Regions from separate parts of the Sus scrofa genome. Here regions 2, 3, 4, 5, 6 and 7 are each linked to region 1. A link is a contact called in public Hi-C, HiChIP or PLAC-seq and promoter capture Hi-C data. All regions are on one chromosome and are shown on one strand. Each heading gives the region's core, a stretch centred on a gene start, on an enhancer-like site or on the middle of the called end of the contact. The rest is flanking DNA. Distances are from core to core; before and after follow the strand shown.

What was found. Promoter capture Hi-C pulls out the DNA fragments that hold promoters and counts their contacts. A called contact is a pair of places that touch in the nucleus more often than the background predicts. HiChIP or PLAC-seq counts read pairs in DNA pulled down with a chosen protein or histone mark.
Region 2: a promoter capture Hi-C map of fetal liver shows a contact between it and region 1, with 6 times the contacts expected there. The contact joins the promoter of LIMK2 here to the promoter of SLC35E4 in region 1. A contact is called at or near these places in 1 of 5 promoter capture datasets (fetal liver), 2 of 47 Hi-C or Micro-C datasets (epiblast stem cells and liver) and 2 of 2 datasets of contacts at active chromatin or transcription factors (alveolar macrophages and skeletal muscle).
Region 3: a contact with region 1 is called in a promoter capture Hi-C map of liver, with 9 times the contacts expected there. The contact joins the promoter of RNF185 here to the promoter of SLC35E4 in region 1. A contact is called at or near these places in 3 of 5 promoter capture datasets (fetal liver, fetal skeletal muscle and liver), 22 of 47 Hi-C or Micro-C datasets (alveolar macrophages, blood, brain and 12 more) and 2 of 2 datasets of contacts at active chromatin or transcription factors (alveolar macrophages and skeletal muscle).
Region 4: a Hi-C map of fetal liver shows a contact between it and region 1, with 2.3 times the contacts expected there. The contact joins the promoter of PLA2G3 here to the promoter of SLC35E4 in region 1. A contact is called at or near these places in 1 of 5 promoter capture datasets (fetal liver), 13 of 47 Hi-C or Micro-C datasets (alveolar macrophages, blood, embryonic fibroblasts and 10 more) and 2 of 2 datasets of contacts at active chromatin or transcription factors (alveolar macrophages and skeletal muscle).
Region 5: a contact with region 1 is called in an H3K27ac HiChIP or PLAC-seq map of skeletal muscle. The contact joins the promoter of SELENOM here to the promoter of SLC35E4 in region 1. A contact is called at or near these places in 5 of 47 Hi-C or Micro-C datasets (blood, fetal liver, liver and 1 more) and 2 of 2 datasets of contacts at active chromatin or transcription factors (alveolar macrophages and skeletal muscle).
Region 6: a promoter capture Hi-C map of fetal liver shows a contact between it and region 1, with 11 times the contacts expected there. The contact joins the promoter of SMTN here to the promoter of SLC35E4 in region 1. A contact is called at or near these places in 2 of 5 promoter capture datasets (fetal liver and liver), 27 of 47 Hi-C or Micro-C datasets (alveolar macrophages, blood, brain and 15 more) and 2 of 2 datasets of contacts at active chromatin or transcription factors (alveolar macrophages and skeletal muscle).
Region 7: a Hi-C map of liver shows a contact between it and region 1, with 8 times the contacts expected there. The contact joins the promoter of MORC2 here to the promoter of SLC35E4 in region 1. A contact is called at or near these places in 2 of 5 promoter capture datasets (fetal liver and liver), 5 of 47 Hi-C or Micro-C datasets (embryonic fibroblasts, heart right ventricle, liver and 1 more) and 2 of 2 datasets of contacts at active chromatin or transcription factors (alveolar macrophages and skeletal muscle).

What each region holds. Positions count from the first base shown.
Region 1 is chr14:47,517,257-47,520,059 of Sscrofa11.1, reverse strand. SLC35E4 (solute carrier family 35 member E4) reads right to left here and starts at 1,458. Exons shown (of 4, transcript XM_021072952.1): 1 at 1-1,458.
Region 2 is chr14:47,982,608-47,985,410 of Sscrofa11.1, reverse strand. It overlaps LIMK2 (LIM domain kinase 2), which reads right to left and starts at 1,427. Exons shown (of 16, transcript XM_005670864.3): 1 at 1,242-1,427. The coding sequence starts at 1,257.
Region 3 is chr14:47,944,994-47,947,796 of Sscrofa11.1, reverse strand. RNF185 (E3 ubiquitin-protein ligase RNF185) reads right to left here and starts at 1,427. Exons shown (of 7, transcript XM_005670859.3): 1 at 1,254-1,427.
Region 4 is chr14:47,926,905-47,929,707 of Sscrofa11.1, reverse strand. It overlaps PLA2G3 (group 3 secretory phospholipase A2), which reads left to right and starts at 1,399. Exons shown (of 7, transcript XM_003132975.4): 1 at 1,399-1,912. The coding sequence starts at 1,399.
Region 5 is chr14:47,903,899-47,906,701 of Sscrofa11.1, reverse strand. SELENOM (selenoprotein M) reads left to right here and starts at 1,352. Exons shown (of 5, transcript NM_001161648.1): 1 at 1,352-1,471; 2 at 2,685-2,720. The coding sequence starts at 1,352.
Region 6 is chr14:47,877,917-47,880,719 of Sscrofa11.1, reverse strand. SMTN (smoothelin) reads right to left here and starts at 1,403. Exons shown (of 23, transcript NM_001244360.1): 1 at 1,266-1,403.
Region 7 is chr14:47,798,971-47,801,773 of Sscrofa11.1, reverse strand. MORC2 (MORC family CW-type zinc finger protein 2) reads left to right here and starts at 1,342. Exons shown (of 26, transcript XM_005670853.3): 1 at 1,342-2,803. It also overlaps LOC100525309.

The DNA.
Region 1 (2,803 bases), core at 209-2,708:
GTCACCTCTGGCTAGGCCCCGCCCACAAGCTGCCGGCTCTCCGTCTCTCCCCCATCCGCCTAGCATTCCCTCCGCCAGCAGAGCCCCCCCTCACGGGAGTGGTCAGCCAGTCTGTTCCCATTTACCCTACTGGTGGGGGATCAGGCCTCTCCCCACCTAGTGCCGTGGCAAGCCTCTTAGAGACGAACACAGAGCAGGAGACCACGGGGTATCTTTCTGAGGGAGCCTGATAAAGAGCCCTAGCCTCTCCAGAGATTCCATCTTCAAGGACACCCACCCCGGGAGACCTCCTTCGAAGATGGGCCTCGGGGCCACAGTTATATCCCGTGGGACCTCAGCATCCAGAAGAGCTGGACCACCGGGGCACCTTAATGCCCCTCCCTAATCCGAACACCTCCCTCTCCCAGCCCAGGGCGGGCCCCCTCTAGGCAGGCAGAGGAAAGCTGACTCACCAAGGCCACCCACAGCTGCGGAAGCAGGGCCCCGCCAGCCAGCATCTATCCCTGGCCAGCAGGCCCTGTCCCATCTCCTGGGCACTGGAGGCTGGTTCACAGCTGGACTTCCTAGTGTCCATTCTCTGTCCCCATTCCTGGCAGGACATGAGCCCCAGGTGGGCTGGGAGCCAGAGCAGCTGCCATTAAGCCTTTGCCCCTGCCTGAGTCTTGGCTTTTCCATCAGAATGGACGGTTAGTCTCAGAGCTGAGGTTTGGGTAAACAGCACACCCCAAAACAGGACAGGCTGATAGGAATTCCAGGCTGAGCCCTGGCCTCTCTTAGCTCTAGAGTCAGATATGCAAGAATCACAAGTGCCCAGTGCCCGCTGTGAGCCTCTTTTCTGATGCCCGGTTTCCTTCTGTGGGAGCTCCTGCCAGCTGGGATACTGTTCACCCCTAGCCTGTTTGACCAGCAAGTCCTTGATGAAGGCAACCTGTCTAGAGGAACAAGACCTCAAAGGGAGACCCTTAACACGGTCCCTGGCACCCTCTGGTGGCCAGAACAGAGAATTACTGCAAGTGTTCCCTAATCCCCATCATGATCCTTGGGCTGGAATTAAAATCCCCAGCCTCACTGCTGATTCAGACCTGCTGAATCACATGCCATCTGGTGGGCCCAGGAGTGTGCTTTTTTTTTTTTTCTTCATTTGCCTCTGATGATTCTAATACCTATAGGAGCCTTCAAATCACTGCTGAATACTACGAATTGTAGGGCAGGAGATTTCCAAGCGAAGGACCAAAATATATAGGTGTTTATTTAAACAGCGTTTCTCCAGGAGGGGTTGTGGGAGGGAAACTGAGCCAGTCAAGGGGCAGCCCACCTCGCCCCACATTTCCTGAAGAGGAGGAACTAGGGCCCCTAAGGGTTATATTCTTTTTAAGATTTTGTCAGTTTCCAGTAAGCTTTAATTAAAAAAATAAAACTTGGAGTTCCCATCGTGGCTCAGTGATTAACGAATCCGACTAGGAACCATGAGGTTGCAGGTTCAATCCCTGGCCTTGCTCAGTGGGTTAAGGATCCAGCCTTGCTGTGAGCTGTGGTGTAGGTTGCAGATGAGGCTCGGATCCCGTGTTGCTGTGGCTCTGGTGTAGGCTGGTGGTTACAGCTCTGATTAGACCCCTAGCCTGGGAACTTCCATATGCCATGGGTGCAGCCCTAGAAAAGGCAAAAAGACAAAAAAATAAAATAAAAATAAAAATAAAAAAACATAATAAATAACCCCCTGATCTTCTCAGAGCTGAGTTAGTGGGGAGTGGTAGGCAGTGTCTATACCTCCTCCAAGACTGCCACAAAGCACAGTGGGGGATTCAGACTTAGTCTGTCTGGCTGGAGAGCTCCAGTTTTTAACCTGCCTTGACCTTCAGGCAGTAAAGCTCTCCACAGGCTATTGTGGGAGACTGGGGACGGAGGCAGGTGCCCAGCTTCATGGAGGGAAGCAGGGGCTCCTTCACATCCCCTGGGGTCCACCTAAAAGCCCAGAGCAGCTCCCAGTAGCCTGGCCCTGCCACAGGCTCCCAAATCCCTCAGATCTGACTGTCTCCGCCCCCACTTCACCCCCCCCCCCACAGGAAGCAGGTGATTTGGGAAGGGTCTCCACCTTCAGGAGGCACTGGGAGAGAGGAAGAACCCATTTCCAGCAAGTGGGCTACAGAGGCTGTAGGATGGGGCTCTCTTGTCATTGCATGTTCCTAGACAAATCACTTGACTGCGGGGGCCTCAGTCTCCCCATCTGTAAACCAACCACCCCCATTGCATGTTCCTAGACAAATCACTTGACTGCGGGGGCCTCAGTCTCCCCATCTGTAAACCAACCACCCCCACCAAGCTGTGAGTTAGGCTGTGAGGGGGAACGCAGTTTGGATGGAGTCACACGGATCTAAATGCAGGTCAGAAACAAACCTGGTCCCCAACCCCAGGGAGGGCCTTTGCTTATCAGACTCTTACTGAGGATGCAGCTGTCCTCTCATCCATACCCCTTCTTGGTTCCTGCTGACTGAGCCAGACTGGACATCTGACCCAGTGTCAGGAGATGGCCTATGCCAGTCAGACCCATCCCCAGGCTTCAGGACTCAGGCTGAGAAAATAGCGGGCCTGGGGAACTGAACTGGAAGGTGACATAGTCACTGCTAGGGCCATACTCAGGAGAAGGCCTGAGCCCCAACTTCCATCTCCTCACTGCCTTTGGCTGCCCTTGAATTGGTGGACTGAGTGACCTGAGGTAAGCCATAGACCTCTTAAGCCCCCACGCTTCAAAGGAGGGCAGGTCCTGATTCCCCCAGTAAAGTGCCCTGGGCTGAGATTAAGGAAG
Region 2 (2,803 bases), core at 178-2,677, 470 kb before region 1:
TAATAAACACTACTGCACTCTAAGATCTTTCACAAGTTTCTGAGATTCAAGGTTCAGAACAGGAAACCTATGCTACAGAGGTTAGGAAAAAACCAATGGAGATCACTTGAGCTAAAGAACTCTGGAAGCTAAAAAACAAAAACAAAAACAGAAAAACAAAGAGGAAGGGACAGGGAGTATTCCTACCCCTAGCCCTCCTTCTCCAGAAGCCTATTATCAAGAATGAGGAGAAAATCCCATACTCCCATGGTGAGGAAGTGACCCACTGGTGGCCTGGTCCTTGTATTCAGGATGGAGGAAGTGACTGTCCACAGGCTGAAAGCCAGGAAGCGGGGGCAGATTTCCAGGACAGCCTCCCTCCTCCACTATTCCCTCCTGCCAGCTCTAGAAAGCTTCTGGACGCTGACCCTGGTCGACCTAAAGGCTAGGCCACCCACACAGGTGGCTGGGAAACAGAAAGTCCCTGGTGCAGGGAGACAGGCCAGGAGGGCAGGAAGCTGCAGGGTGGTGTGAGTGACTGGGAGGGGACCGCAGGCACAGCCAACCTAACACTGAAGCTACCCTTCACCCTCATAAGCTCTTCTTTCCAGGAGGTGTTTGGCCACATTCCTCTCCTGTGTCAGAGGGACCAAGAGGGCCCGAGCCCCTGGGGAGCCTACCTTCCCCAGGAATAATGCTCCACTTTCTCTCTCCCCCCAGGTCGTGTCCCAAAACCCAAGGGAGCCCACACTGCCCTTTTCTCGCAGAGAACCCAAGACCCAGGGGGCCGCAGGCACCGAGACACCCGCCAGAAGCCTCGGATCCCGTGACGGGAGTCAAACTCCTCAATTTTCCACAGAAAATCCAGAACCCGAGGTATACGCTCCATCCTCTCAGAAGTGCTCCCAACTTTGAGGACCCCGTGCTCCTCACACTCCCCAAACCCTCTAGGGAATCCGGATCCTTCAGCTTCTTTAGAAAGAGTTTTGAAGACTTTCGGTCGCCAAGTCCACAAAAAAAGATGCCGCCAGCATCCCTTCCTCCCAGGGACCTCAACTCACGGGAAGTCGCCCAAGCCGCCCCGCCCTCCCTCCACAACTTCCCAGTCTTCGGGAAGCGCGGTGCTCACCACTCCCAAATTCTTCCTTTAAGGAGCCGGGGCCACCCCCGCCCCGGGTCCACTCAGCCCGAAACCCCCGAGGGGCCGCCAGCTCCCCTCAGGCGCCCCGGGCCCGGGACAGGACTGCTTGGCCCTTCCTTACCCGCCTGCGCCGCCATGGTCCCGGAGGCGCGGAAATGGGGAGGAGGCTGGGGCCACTGCAGCTCCGCTCAGCTGCCACCGCTGCCTCAGGCGCGGGAGGATCTCAGCCCCGGGCGCGAGGGATGCGCCGCCTACGGCGCCCGGGGAGGACCAAACCGCACCTGGCACCGGGGCCCCGCCCGCCGACGCCCCGCCCAACAGACGCAAGGCCCCGCCCCGGGACCCTGGCCCGCCCACCGGTCGGACTCTTTGGCGGCTCTGGTGCCCCCTAGCGCGAACGGCGTCCTCGGTTGGTGCCTGAGCTGACGAGGCTGCGCAGACGCTGCGCAGGGTGGAGATCTCAACACAGAGGACCCTCAGCCCATTTTACAGATGAGGACGGCTGAGGACCAGAGGGGACAAGTTTTGACTAGCTCAGAATGGCTTAGCTCATTGGGGGCTGGGCTGGGCTGGGAAGGCAGGCTCTTCACTCCCAGTCGAAAGCTCTCTCCAGTAGAGTATTTGGCATCAAAAATATGAACATGGTGAAACCAGGTTTACCCCACAAATACCTTTGGGGGGTTGGGGGTGGGCTTTTCTTAGAAGCTTCCAGCTCAGAGAAGCCACTTGTTTGTGCCACTAGGAGCAAGCTGACACTCAGCGGTCAAGTAGGTTATACAAATGAGCCCAGAACACCAGGTCTTCCAATTTTTCAAGACAAGTCAAAAATCCAGGTATTTAGGTGCAATTCCCCCCCCCTTTTTTTTTAATGTTGCTAACATTCAAATTCTAAAAATGCCATGTAGGTCAAAGGAAATATACCTGTGAACTGGATTTGCCCTTTGGACTATAAAGAAGAGAGCACTAGACTAGGCCTTGGGACAGCAGACTGGTCTCTGGCAGCTGTTAGCTGGCTGAGGGGCTTTGAGAACCACTTCCCTCACTGGGTTTGGGTGGGGACTGAGGTCCTCTGTGTGACGAAGGGTCTGTCATATCAGCTGGTCCCTCCCATCAGATTCTCCTGTGCTGGGTCTTTGGAAACTGCCATTTCTTTAGATCAGATTTAGGTCATGAGAAAAACATACAAATGACCAGGAAGGGACAGGGATGGGGCCTGAGGAAATGGATGACACTCCTACCAAGGACAAAATTCAACCAGCACTCGAGTAAGCAAAGGTGAGCATAATTCTCCCTTCCTGCCCTGATCCTGTAGTCCAAACTAGATGCAGGTCAGATTTTTCTCCTCTGGGTGTAGTAGGTAGCTCCTGAGGTCCTGAGTGTGAGGAAAGTGCTGAGGGGTGGTGGAGGTGATGTACCTGGCTTTCCTTAGGTCCTAGGAATCCTCTTCAGCAGTTGGCTTTAGTTTCTGAGGAAATTTCTGCTCTGACTACAGTAATGATGAGACTATGTATTGAATTAAAGTGACGGGGATCCAGAGGACTCTCCTGACAAGCCACCTCATGGCTAGCAAAAAGGAGCAGTATTTATTTGCCCTGCACATGGAAAGAGGTTATAGTGTATGTTCCCTACCTAAGCCCTTGGCAGCTTTGGAACCAAGACCCCTGGGAGTCTTCCTTCTTCCTC
Region 3 (2,803 bases), core at 178-2,677, 430 kb before region 1:
GGAGTTCACTACCTTTAGAGGCAATCCATTCTTACACTGTTCACCTCTGACAAGCATGTAGTTATTTCATTAAATCATTTTCCTGTAGGATCCACCTATTTGTCCTCGTTTCTGCCTCTTTTAACATCAAAGATGAGGTAGAAGCTCTCTTCACCATTATAATGTCTGGTCCATTCCACTGCTGTCTTTTCTGGTCTGTTTCCCTCCTCCTTCCCCCCCCCCCCAAGATCCTGAACAAGTTCCAGCTGCCTCAGAGCAAAGACTAGATATCTAGTACTCACAGAAGGAAAGCACTTAAGATCAGTGGGCTTCACAAAGATTTTGAAACCAAATTTATGTTAACAAAGGGGAAACATGGGGAGAGGAGGGATGAATTAGGGGGCTGGGATTGATACATACACACTCCTATATATAAAATAGATGGGTAACACGACCTACTGCACAGCACAGGAAAATTTACTCAATATTGTGTAATGACCTATATGGGAAAAGAATCTGAAAAGGAATGGGTATATGTATAACGATTTACTGTGCTGTATGCCTGAAATTAGCACAACTGTGTAAGTCAACTATATCCTAGTTAAAAAAGAAAAAAAAATCAGTGGGCTTCAAACATCAGTATGCACAGGTCCCCCAAAGCAAACATTCAAACTATAGTTTCCCCAGTTCGGACCCAAATTCTAAATAAGAGGTCTCAAGAGTCCTGCATTGTAGAGTATGCACTCCAGAGGCTGTGGGAACCATATTTAGAGAAACAGGGCCCTGTTTTAGAAAAGAAACTGAGACCTGGCACAGGTAAAGACCCAGTCACACAAATGTATGTCAGTGGTGAAGCCTCAAACCTGGGTCTCTTTCTCCCAAGCCCAACTCTATTCATCCCGCTTACCGGCCTCGGCCTCTCCACTGGGGACAAACTCATTAAAAGCACCTTTACAAGAAAGAGGCGGCCTCGAATGGGAGTCAGAGAGTTAGAGAGAGTCCCTGAGTTCTCGAAGTTAGGAGAGCTTCTGGCAGCCTTTCCTCTTCTTGGAGCCTTAGATTCCCCAAATTGTAATCACTGGACGAAAGACCACAACACAAGCCTGACCTTCCCCTGGGGCGGAGGGCCCGGAACAGAGCCAGCTTGTTGCCTCTGCGTTCCTGGGCTCAGGTGTTGCCGCCCATGGGCCTGGTGAAGGCGGAACCCGGTCCCTCGCCCGCGTCCCTCAACCTGGACGGCCCCTAGCTGCCAACCCAGCCTCTCAAGTACCTGCCTCTGCTCAGCTAACACCGCCGAGGCCACTCCAGTTTGTCCTTCCGTCGGCCGCCCAGCCAGTCTCTCCGCTGGGATAGTCCGTCCCGCCGGACCTCGGGTCCCTCCTACGCGGACTCTGGTCAGCTGACGCAGAGCCGCAGCTTTCCAAGGGACTTCCGTCCACAACCGGAAAAGGTTGGTCCGCTGCGCTGTTCTCCCGCCCAGATCCTGGACTCTAAGGTTCCGCCTGCCGGCAGGAAGCAGAAAAGCGTAGGGGTCACTTGCCAGCTTTTCAGAAAGCCTAGGTCTGTGTAGGGAAAGTACAGACAAGTTTCAAACAGTTTTGTTGCACCAGAATGTAAGGATGATGAGAATACGTCAGAGGATACAGGAGCTAACTTGAAAGAGATCCCATGGCCAAATCGTCGCAATTTGAGAATCAAAATACTTGATAGTAACAGATTTAACTAATTGAATAAAATGGTAACCCATGAGTCTTTACTGGTATAAAAGTGATTGAATAAATGGGGGAGAAGGGGAAATTATGCCTTTTAGTAGAAGCAAAATAACAAATATGATGGAGTTAGAAAATCAATAATGGATGGTAAAACTAGAGGAAGAGAATATTTACACAGCAAAATGTCTCCTATAAATTCCTTTTTGATTACAAAGGGAAAATAGTAGTTTTACATATAATCTCACAGAACAGTAAGTTAATATCACCAGTTGTAGATCAAGTAAAGAGCATGTGCCTCTTAGTAAGATGCACTGAGAAAGAGACAGCATCTCTCCTGTGGTATTTTAGACAAAAATGCATAACTCAGAATTCCCTTGTGGTACAGCAGGTTAAGGATCCAGTATTGTCACTGCAGCAGCTTGGGTCGATTCTCTGACTCAGGTTCCATCTTGGTCCAGGAACTTCCACAAGTTGTAGGGTGCAGCCAAAAAAAATGAGTAACCCATGTTTTGTTTCATGAGGAAGCATGACATAGTCCAGATGGAGAACAGTATACAAAATAATTGTCAGCATCATGAAAAAAACAGAGAAAGACTGAGGAACTGTTCTGGTTTAAAGGAGATTAAAGAGGCATGACAACAAAATGAGATATATGATTGTAAATTGGATCCTGGACTAGCATAAGGAGAGGCAGAATAGGTTTAATGGACAATATTGGGACAAAAGACAAAATTGGAATTTGGATCATGGTTTAGCTGTGACTACATATTGTATCAATGTTAAAATTTCTACATTTGATCATTGTATTGTGGTTATGGTAAGAGTACTTCCTTGTTCTTAGGAAATATTCACTGAAGTATTTAGGGGTAACACAATGTCTCTAGGGAGTTCCTGCTGTGGCACAATGGGATCGGCAGCATCTTGGGAGCCCTGAGACGCAGGTTCAATTCCCGGCCCAGTACAGTGGGTTAAGGATCTGGTGTTGCTACGGCTGCAGCGTAAGTCACAGCTGTGGCTCAGGTTCAATCCCTGGCCATAAACTTTTTAAATAAAAATTACCAAAAAAACAGACACAATATCTCTAACTTAATTTCTTTTTTAATTTCAAATGA
Region 4 (2,803 bases), core at 150-2,649, 410 kb before region 1:
CCACCCTCACTGATGCTCAGTTAGTTTCTTTCTTTCTTCCTTCCTTCCTTCCTTCCTTTTTTCTTTCTTTTTTTTGTCTTTTTGCTATTTCTTGGGCCGCTCCCGCGGCATATGGAGGTTCCCAGACTAGGGGTCCAATCAGAGCTGTAGCCACCGGCCTACGCCAGAGCCACAGCAACGAGGGATCCGAGCCGCATCTGCAACCTACACCACAGCTCACAGCAATGCCAGATCCTTAACCCACTGAGCAAGGCCAGGGATCAAACCCACAACCCCATGGTTCCTAGCCGGATTCGTTAACCACTGAGCTACGATGGGAACTCCTGATCCTCAGTTTCTTCATCTGCACTTGGGTTATAAATTCCTGGCTTCCCCAGATGGTTGGAAGTTGAATCAAACATCAGCTTTGAGACACAGGAACATATGCCCTGGTGTAACTCCTCCCCAGTGGAGAGACCACCCTGTCTCTTGAGGGACACATGATGCCTGCTGTGTCCCCCAGATAACTCCAGTCCAGGAATGGAGGTGACTGCAGACCCAGCCACCCCACCCCCCACCCAGGACACATTGGCTCCTCTGGGGACTGTAGTCCCTGTAGTCCCTTTAAGCACAGAGCACCAGACCAGCCTCTTGTTGCTTTCAAGGTCTGCTCTGGCTGTGTCTCCACCATGTGTTAGACCAAGAGGGCTGCTGCTGGGCCAGGTCGGTGCTTGGAGTCCCAGGAAGTGGGAGCCCTGGGCCACTGTCCTCTGAATATGCTAGGTGCCTTTCTCAGAAGGTCTGGGCAGGGAGAGCACCCCAAGTGGCCAGGGGATGGACACTCCCTTTCCCAGAAGCCTCAGAGCTCCCAGGGGGAGTGGCCAAAGAGCCCCAGCCCTGCCAGCACCTCCTTTACCCAGATTTGCCAGGGCCCGGGGCCCTCTGCCAGCTTCGAGGAGGTAGGTGTGGCAGCCATCTCCAGGGTCGGGGGATGAGGACCAGTTCTGAGAGGCCCCTCAGAGCCCCCACACCCTCTCCCCTCCGCAGAGAGATACAGATCCCCTCCTGGACTCCACCCCCAGGGCCACGGGCTTGGGCTTCTAATGGCCCCATCCCGGGGGCGCTGGCGGCAGGTGACTGGAAGGCGTGGAAAAAGGCCGGCTGAGTGGGGGCGTGGGCCCCGGCAAGTGCACTCCTCAGCCAATCAGCGGGCTGCCCAGCCGGTGGATTCAGTTACAAGCCCCAGATCACCCCATACTCCAGCCTCCTTCCTACTCCTCCCAAAGCTCCATTCATTGGCCCCGAAGCACCGGGTCTGCTGGGCACTGCTTCCGCTCAGCTGCTGGAGCTGCTGCCTCGTGGGCCCACCAGAAGTAGGCTTCCTGGGGGCTTTGTCTGACTGGGCTGGGCCAGGGCGGAATGGGGGTTCTGGTGGTGCTGTTAGGAGTGCTGAGCTTCCTGGGGAGGACTTTGGGGGGCTCCCCTGCCCTCCACTGGGACAGCACCTCCTGCCACTTGGCCAGACCTATCCCTGGAAGACCCTTGAGGTCCCTTAGCTTCCTGGGCAAGGATGCCCAAGGACTGGCTCTGTTCCACGCCCACTGGGATGGGCACGGGAGGCTGCAGGTGTGCAGCCGGCAGGATGAGCCAGAGCTCACTGCAGCCTATGGCGCCCTCTGTGCTGGTGAGATCACCCGGGGCTCCTTTATCCACACCCCTGGACCTGAACTGCAGAGAGCCCTGGCCACCCTTCAGAGTCAGTGGGAGGCCTGCCGAGGGCCTGCTGAGAGCCCAGCAGGGACCAGGGAGAAGCGAGCAGCAGGGCAGAATGGAGTGCCTGGCATAGGGCGCCAGTGGGTGAAGAGAGGCTGGACCGTGCCTGGCACCCTGTGGTGTGGAGTTGGGGACTCTGCTGGGAACTCATCTGAGCTGGGTGAGCCATGGGGGTGTGGACTTGGGGGAGTGGGTGGGGAAGAAGTGCAGACTTTGGCCCCAGCACCCACTCTTCCAGGCTGTGCATCCTACGAGAGTGACTTAGCCACTCTGAACCTCAATTTCCTTATTTGTACGATGACATGAGCACAATGCTCATCACGGGATGCTCAAGTGAGGTTAGAGATGGGAGCGTTTCCCACTTACACCGGGGAGTCCTTGTTAATCACGATCAAGGGAGGGGGCTGGCTAGGTGGATCCAGAGCGGGCTGAGCCAAAAGCCATTACCCAAGAGGAGGCCCAGTGGAGTGGACGCTGAGACACAAAGGCCCGGGTTCAAACCCCAGCTCAGCTCATCCAGGCTGAACAAGTCAGCTTCCCGCTCCGAACCTGTTTTCTCATCTGTACTATAACAGTGACACCTCACTGCTGGGGCTGCGGTGCATCTGGGTGTGGAAAGCGCCAGGCATTTGGGAGATGCTCAGTAAAGGGCTTTATGGCTCAGATGATGAAAAACACTCCTGGCTTTTTTTCACCCTTGGTACAGCTGACTGTGTACGTGGAGGACTGAGGGTGGGGGGAGAAACTGGCACTTGAGTTGGAGCAGGTTGGCATCCTAACAATGCCTCACCATGCTAGTGAGGTTGCACCCTGCTGTTTGCCATTCCATTCCACACACATTCATAACTTTGGAGTTTTATTTGGGGTGTGAGCCCAAGAATGCAGACACCAGTTCTCCTGAGGAAGATCTTTCCATGGGCAAGGTCACCTGGCATGGCTGCGCCTGCGTGTTCTCTCTGGGTTTTGAAATTGAGGGTCCCATAGAAGGAGGCCTAAGGGTATCCAGGGCATCTGTGTCAGAGCTGGGGCGAGAACCCAGTCTCTGTTCCCA
Region 5 (2,803 bases), core at 103-2,602, 390 kb before region 1:
TAGTCAATGCCGGATCCTTAACCCCCTGAGCCACCAGGGAACTCCTGATTCATCTTTTTATTAAAGAGGCTATAAACTGCAGATTTTTAATATGTGGTCTTTTGTTGGTTGTAGTAGTTTTGTGTGCATGTGTTGTTTTTAAGTAGAGGACGGGGCTCAGGAAGGTAAAACTGCCTAGGGTCCATGAACGTCATGATGCAGCCTTGGTCTGATCTTAAGAAGGATTATGAGTGCTAGTTTCAGTGGGAAAGAGCATTGCAATTGTGATGATCATTGTACAACTACAGGTGTGATAGGAGTTCCCATTGTTGCTCAGTGGTTAACGAATCCGACTAGGAACCATGGGGTTGCGGATTTGATCCCTGGCCTTGCTCAGTGGGTTAAGGATCTGGCGTTGCTGTGAGCTGTGGTGTAGGTTGCAGACGTGGCTCGGATCCCGAGTTGCTGTGGCTCTGGCGTAGGCTGGTGGCTACAGCTCCGATTGGACCCCTAGCCTGGGAACCTCCATATACTGTGGGAGAGGCCCCAAAAATGGCAAACAAACAAACAAACAAACAAACAAAAAAAAAACTGCAGGTGTGATAAATTCATTGAGAAAGAAAGAAAGAAAGAAAGAGCATTGCAATCAGTGTTCTGTGTCTGTCTTAGGCTTGAAGAGGGAAGCAGCACCCTGACCTAGTCATCTTGGGCTTGGTGAACACAGGAATGTTTGAGGTTCAAATCCTAGAACCACTACTTAGTCGTTTTACCTTTCTAAGTTTGTTTCCTCACTTGTAAAACAGAGTTCCTAGGGCCTCTTTGAGGCACTGTGACAGGCATTATTCTAAAGAGTTTTCTAATGTGTATTAACCCTTTTATTCTCCCAGTCCCTAGTGTACGGCGTAATATTCCATTGCCGCAACGTGTGCTCCAGGGAATGGAAACGTAGATCGGAATTTCATCCAGAGAAATAAAAGACAAAGATGAGGATTCCCCAGGCCTCAGTTTCCCCATCTTCAAGTCGAGTGTCTGGCCCAGAAACTCGGTCTCTATCCGCATCTCGCCCGCGCCCCCTGCCGGCGTGAGGGGGCATTGCCTGGCCCCATCCTGTTGGAGAGTCCACGCTCTCGGTCAGCAGAGGGAGGGTGGACACTCTTGGGACTGGGAAAGCAAAGGGCCGAGGAGCTCAAACCCTGCCGGCAGCGCCCAGGCGGCCGCTGTGCAGGCCCTGGGGCGGAGACCGAGAGCTGGGGGCGTGGTCCCTAGCGGGGCGGGACCTCCAGCGGGGACCCGGCCAGCCCGAGGGCCCAGACGTGGCGCTGTGGCCGGGCGGTTCACCTCTAGTTTTCGGATCACCTCCGGCCGGCTTTCAATGCACCTCCCGCCGCTTTCGCTGCCCCTGCTGCTGCTCCTCGCGGCACTCGCGGCAGCCACCACCACCTTCCGGCCCGACTGGAACCGTCTACAAGGCCTGGCCCGAGCCCGGGTAGAGGTGAGTGCTCCGGCCCCCAGCCCAGAAATCACCGCCCCCAACCTTGCGGGTCCTCAGCGTTGGAATCGCTAACTCTTCTGGCCCCAGGACCCTCCCGACTCCCACGTCTTCCTCGGCGCCCGGGACTGTCGCTCCCGCTTCCCAGCCTTAGAACCCCCCAGCACCATTCATGGAAGCCTGGAACACCCCTGATCTTGTGGCCTGGAAATCTGAACCCCTCCTTAGTTCCCCATCAGGCCTGACATGGGCCCCAGACACATTGGACCTGTCCCCTAACTTCTCTGGCCCTATGACTCCCAGACGAGTCCAATTTCCCATCCCCCATCACTCCTCTTTTTCCTGGAATTCATCCCCACTCCAGTTCCGGTTGGTCTCTCTCCCTTTGCCTGGGGGAGGGAAGACCTTATGGGAGCCTAAGCCCCCATTCCCACTCCGCCCCCCATGCAAAACCCAGGAAAGGAGGCTGGGAATTTCCTTTAAACACTTACTGTGAAGTGTTCCCCCACCCTCTCCTGCCAAAGTCCCTGTTGGGTTGTGTGACGTGGATCATCACAGACCCTCTCTAGGCCTTAGTTTTCTCTCTGAAAAAAGATGGGGAGGAGGAGGGAGGACTAGAATAGGTAGCCCTGCGGTATGGACTCCTGCTAGAAGGAAGCTCCACATCAGGGAGTACAGGGAGGGGTCCACCCCTCCCCCCTTATTGGGGAAGAGACCAGATGGTCTGTAGGGCTGGGCCGCAGGCGACGGAGGGCCAGCTCCTCATGGGGTGAGGTAAGGAGCAGATGGCAGGTGTCTCTAATGAGGCCCCCAGGACAGAGCTGTTTCCTTCTGGTCTGCCTCCACCCAGAGGTTCTAGGGGCTAAAGACCCAGTTCTCTACTGCCTGAGGGGAAAAGGGTGCTCATTTCTCTTGGGCATCAGGAGTGGGTCAGCAGTCAGTAAGATGTACAGGCAAGAGCCCTAAGTCTGCTGCTAAGTGCTCTTCGGGTCTCTGGCCTTACTCCTTTTTCCTCTGGTGTCATTACGTCTCAGCTTCCCCATCTGTACGGAGTTCTCCCTTCTGCCCACAAGAGGCCTCATCTCCACACCTTGGAACTGCTATTCAGGGAGTAATCCATAGCCCAACCCAAAGCTGAGCTGGGGGATGAGGGTAAAATTAGGGTTGCGTGTAGATGTGAGGGCTCCTGATCTATCCCATTTTGTTCCCCCTGCAGACCTGTGGGGGATGACAGCTGAATCGCCTCAAAGAGGTGAGTTTGGAGGAAGGAGTCCCAGTGAGCCTCCTGGGGGGTGGGAAACATGGTCCCAATGACTGGGTGGGGGAGGATCCTTT
Region 6 (2,803 bases), core at 154-2,653, 360 kb before region 1:
ACTCTCATTCCCTCTGGTAACTTAAGCCATTGGTGGTAACACTCAGTCTTCCAATTCTTGAGGACGGCCCTCTGTGCACATCCCCTTCCACTCCTCCCCTTCCTGCCCTCCTCCTGATGCCAACTGCCCTGACCTCATGAAGCCAGGTGTCCAGGAACCTAGCTCCTGCCAGTTCACACACTTAGGATTCAGTTCCCCGGCTGGAAGAGCCTTCAGAAACTGATCCGTCCAGCTCCTGGATGAGGCAAACAGGACTGGAGAGGGCCAGAGAATTGTCATGGGGGAAGGAGGATCCCAAAAACCCAGAGGAGAGGGAATGGATTTAATCTTGGTCACCTCTAGCTTCTGAAGTCCTCTTCCAAAGTACCTTCAGGGGCTCCGGACACTCCCTTTTGCCCTACCACTGCCTATCAAAACGGCCCCCTAAATCCTGGCCCACCCTCCCACTGCAGCACTTTCCTTCCTCCCGCAGCGCTAATGTCTTTCTGGAATTTGAGAGCTCATAGCCTGACACACATGGTAGGTGCTCAGTTAATGTATGGTGACTGAAATGGCCCCAGGATTGCCCCTGTTCCTGTTGATTCATCCCTCAGTCATCTCTTCCCCCTCCCCAGAACAGTCACAGTCACTGGTCGAGTCACTTCATCCGGTGAACGGGTTTGGGGGGTCCTGGTACACACAGTTGGGGTTCATCAGACCCTACCTGTTCAAGTCACTGCTTGCTTTTCCCATCCCTGTGGGCTAGGACAGGTGGCAGCCTCCCTCTGCTGGGGTCCTTAACTCTTCTCTACCTACTCTGGTGTAAACTCCCAAGAGCGTCACTCTGCAATCACCTGGCTTAGGTTCTGTGGACACTTTGAGTTCCCTTAAGTCTTCTGAGGGGCAGGGGTCCCTAATGCATAATCTAGGACTCCCAAGGAAGTCCCTTCCTCGCCAGGGATTCCTGTCGCTGTTCCTTTCCAGTTCCAGGGCTCCCTGTCCCAGTATGGGGTTCCCGAAGATTGTGAGGAGACTTGGGGGAATGTGGGCGCTTCCCCAGGGTTTCTGGCCCCAAGACTTGCACCCCTCGGGGTCGTGGAGCCTTCTGGTGGCCCATGGACGTCCTTCCCCGCGGTCTCAGAACCTTATTCCATGGCTTAGAGACCCCGTGTGTAAGCGGGGTCTCCCAGGTCTGGGAGTCCCAGAACCCCGGGAATCCACATATCCAGGTTCCACCCCCGGACCTGGCGGGGGTCTTGGTCCTGCCCGAAGGTCCGTACACTCACCTCTCAGCCCGGCCCGCCCGTCCGGCGCGGGCTCAGGTTAGGTCTTTTGGTATCCAACAGATGGACTAGGAGCGGTCAGGCGGAAGGCGCCGCGACCGGGATCCCAGACCCGCTCAGCAACCGTCCCTGGGATTCTGCAAGCGCCGCCCGTCCAGCCGCGCCAGCAGCCCTGCCGGCCCCGCCCCGCGCCGCAGCGCTAGCCAATCATCGGGAGGGTCCCGCCCACCCTCTTGCCCCATTGGAAAGATTCAATTTTGACGGTCACGCCCCTAGTGAGGGCCCGCCCCTCGAGGGCCTGAGTTATAGAGGATTGCTGTCTTGGGGACACTGCTAGCGCGGTTTTGGCGGGTCCGGTGGGCGTCGGCAGGAGGACGCAGCTTTGAACCAAAGTCGGGGAGGGCACCCAAAGCCGGGTTAAGTGGTCTGGGATCGTACTATTTGCGGAGCCTTCAGGACAGCCTCTCTCCGCCCTCCTCTTTGTTCGTGAGACCCCGTCCACTCCCTTGACTCCGCCTCCTCCTCGCGTCAGTGCAGGGCTTGGCCGCAGTCCCTAGACTGTTTTCTTTTGGAACACCTGGTCGGGACCCTCTCAGATCAGGGACTTGACCCTTCTTTGGAGCACCTCAGGGACCACCTCAAGTGGAGCAGGATCAACCACACAACACCCCTTCCCCAGACCATACAATATGAGCAGACATTGACCTCAACTACATTGCTGCTTCTCCCCTCCAAGACCCTTGGGGTTGGCCCCTTGCCTCGCTGGAGTTTTACATAGGTAATATTGAGTCCAGAATCTCATTCAACAAATGGAGGAAATTGAGGCCGAGAGAGCAGCATGCCAAAGACAGCACAAGCAGTCAGCCAGGGGACCCAAGAGCTCAGATCCACTGGGGAAACCACTTCATTCTCCGTGCTAGAGGTCAGGGCACGTCCCACAGGTGTCCATGGAAACCAAAGGGAGTTGGAACCTGGGAGTCCTGTCTATCAAATAATAACAGTAATAGTATCAACTAATTTATTTCATACTTGCCATGTTCCAGGTGTGTACACACACATATATGGATTATCAACTGTCCCGTTTAACAGTTAAGGACAACAACTAATAGGTTGTGGAACTGTGACTTATACCAGCACCTTTCATTTTAGAATCTGTGCTTTTAACCTTTATGATGTGGGATTGTGGAGGAAGTCGTTTCAGGATGTTGCCCCAGCAGAGCCCCTCAACCCTGTGTCCAGATTCTCTGTGATCACTCACCACCTCACCTCACCACCATCCAGGGGGAGGGCCAGTATCCACCCTGAGACTCTTTTAAGGGTGATATCTTATTTCATCCCTGCGTCCTGGAGGTAGTCCTGTTTTACACATGAGAAAACCATGGTGAAGCAAGGGAAGAGACTTCTTAAGGTCACACAGGAGGAAGAGCAAACAGAGCCCAATTTAGGAGCTGTAGTTCAAGGTCCCCTTCCTCTGGGCAGACCCCATCTGGGCCCTCTCTACTTGACCTAGATACCATCCTATTCTCCAGAAGGAGAGTCAG
Region 7 (2,803 bases), core at 93-2,592, 280 kb before region 1:
CAGACATTTGTATGAAATAGCAGAACCGGCTAACACCTAACAGACAAAATACACTTAAAAGTGTTTGCGTTTGCTTGCTTAGAGCTGTACCAATGGTAAGCACCACTCCACAAAATGAAAATGTTTGAAAGCCAACTGTTCAAACATTTCTATAGTGTTTGCTGGATAACTGCCTGATATTTGATAAAAGCAGCTGACAATTAACAAAGAAGCAAAAACTGGCATTTTGGCCATCTTAGTAACACACTTGCAAGCAAATAGAATACAAAGCAGACCAGAAAAAATTTAAGGTTGAAACACTTTCAATCTGATTTTGAGGTTCAGCAGAAAATTCTAACAAAACTTCTCAGAAAACGTTAACCTTCAATTAATAAAGACTCAACCCCCCAAACATTTTCAAGAATTCCATGCCTGGTTCAGTCTGTTCTAGTGAGCCAGCTTGCTAAAAATCCACCTGCACCATTAATTAGTTGGACTTGGCAGCACCATTTAAAAATAAGCCTGCTCACTACCAACCACACAGACTAGGAATATAAAATAGGGGAAAGTAACGGATGGCAACCATGGTCATAGAAAATGGTCAATGAAGAGTCAGAAAGGTAGTCAGGCACCAGAAAAAAAAAAGTTGTTGGGCCAAAGATTAAATAAGCTTCTTGATACTAGAGAACATATCCATGCCCAGTTTTAGCTGCTTTATGCTGGGTGCCACTGTACCTTTAAGCATCAGTCACCCTTTAGGCAACCCATGGTGAAAGAACTCAAAATAGAAGCCAAGAAGTGGAGTGTTGTTACCACGAATATCCACTATGCACAGAACAGCTCACATATCTCAGGGATTCAAACAGGGGCTTCGAATTGGTTGTGAAGGGTCCCAAATGACATCTGGCCTCAGTTTCCTCCTTGTGACAAAGGAAATGTGGTTCTTAATTCTTCTGGGTCACAGCCCCCAATGAAAACTTGCTGGCGATGGCTTCTCATTCTCTAAAATGCACATTCCCCCTAATTTCTGCATACAATTTCAAGGAGTTTGGGGATCTCCACCTCCAATCCAAGGTTTCCAGGTTCAAAATCCAAGGATTGGGCAATTTCTAAGTTTTCTTACAACTCCAAAAAAAAAAAACCAAAAAACAAAAAACCAAGCCATTACGAACAATAATCATCCCTTACATACAGCGACGCTTTACAGTTTACAAAGCGCTTTCAATCCCACAAACATTGATGGAGAAGGAGGAAACTGAGGCGCAGATAAATTACAGAGTGACTTGCCTAAGGTCACTCGGCCAGCTGGTGGTTAGGCCCGGAAGCAAACCCAGCTCTTCCGACTCCGGAGCTTGTCTCTCCACCCCGGAGCGGCCTCCAGCGCTCCCGCCCCTCACTAAGGCGGCATAAGGAGGAAAAGACAAAGTAGAAAGCCCACCACCAACCATCCCCCGGCTCCCTCCTGTCCCCCCAATTGGGTCCTTGCAGGCCCCGAAGGGTGGTGCCAGGCCTCCAGGCCGGCCCCGGCCACCCCAGCTTCCCCGGCCGTGCCAAATCCCGCCGCCGCCGCCGCCGCCGCCGCCGCCTCCCCAGGAGCGGGGCGGAGCAACTGCCCGCCGCCGCCGACCACCCGGACGACTCCTCGTCGGATAGCAAACGCATAGGCCGCCGCCCGAGTTCTGCGTACGAGAAGAAAGACGCGGCGCGAACGCCAACGGCCACCGGGCGCGCGCCGTGGCGGCCGGGCCTGCGCCCCAAGAGCTGGATGCCAGAGCAGGAGAAAGAGCCGCCAACCGATCGCTCGATCGACCGCGCGCCCGCTCCTTCGCCCTACCAGACCGGGGAGGGGGGGAGGGCGCGCCAGGGCTTCTTCGAGTTAGGGGCCTGACTCCCCGGCGACGAGACAAGATGGCTCCTCCGGTCCGCGCCGCAGCTGCCGTCCCGGCTGCGTCGCTCGGCCCGCCCCCGGTACTGTTTCTTTAAATGGCGGAGAGGGTCAAGAAAGCAGGAAGAGAGGCGCGCTCACTCACGTGACAGGGGAGGGCCCAGCTAACAAGATCCGGTCACGTGGAGACACGCTACCTACCAATCAGAAGGCGTCGCATCAGAGCGGGGGCGGGAGGATCTGCGGCTCTGTGATTGGCCGAATACGCCGCGGAGGCCTCGGGGGCTTGGGGCGTCGGGGAGTGCGCGAGGCGGCCCGGGCTGTGTGCACTAGCGGAGACAAAGCGCTGGCTGAGGTGGCAGAGACGCCAGCGATAGCAGCGGCGGAGGAGACCTAGACGCCGAATTTTGTGGTGTTGAGTCCGGTCACCATATCATCCAGCGCAGTGCGGGCTGTGGTCTCGCGGCGGCGGTGGCGGCAGCGGCGGAGGCGGAGGCAGCACATGGTTCCAAGAGCGCGCTGCGGTTGTTGGGTTCCAATTCCGTGGGGAGGGACAAAGGCAGCTGCAGCTGTGAGCGCAGGGCAACGCCCGCTCGGGTAGTGTACTCGTCACTGCCCTCAATCCGGGCCTTGAAAGCTGGGACTATCTTCTCTATGTGAGGAGGAGAACACGGGACCGAGCGCCTGAGAGGCTGAGGCCGCTGTCTGAGGGAAGTGGGGGAGGGGCGCAACTCGCCTGAGTTGATTTGGGCGGGTCAGGTCTGAGGCGACTTAATGGGTCTGTGTGAGGTAATTTGACCCACTACCCTGAGGAAAGTGGGACGGACCTCAGGCTAGGTTTGGTCCAGGCTTTGAAAAACAGAAATCGGTCTTCAGCGCTTTGGAAATCTTTCATTTGGGAGGTGGTGAAGCCGGAACTAACGCCATATGCACTCCATC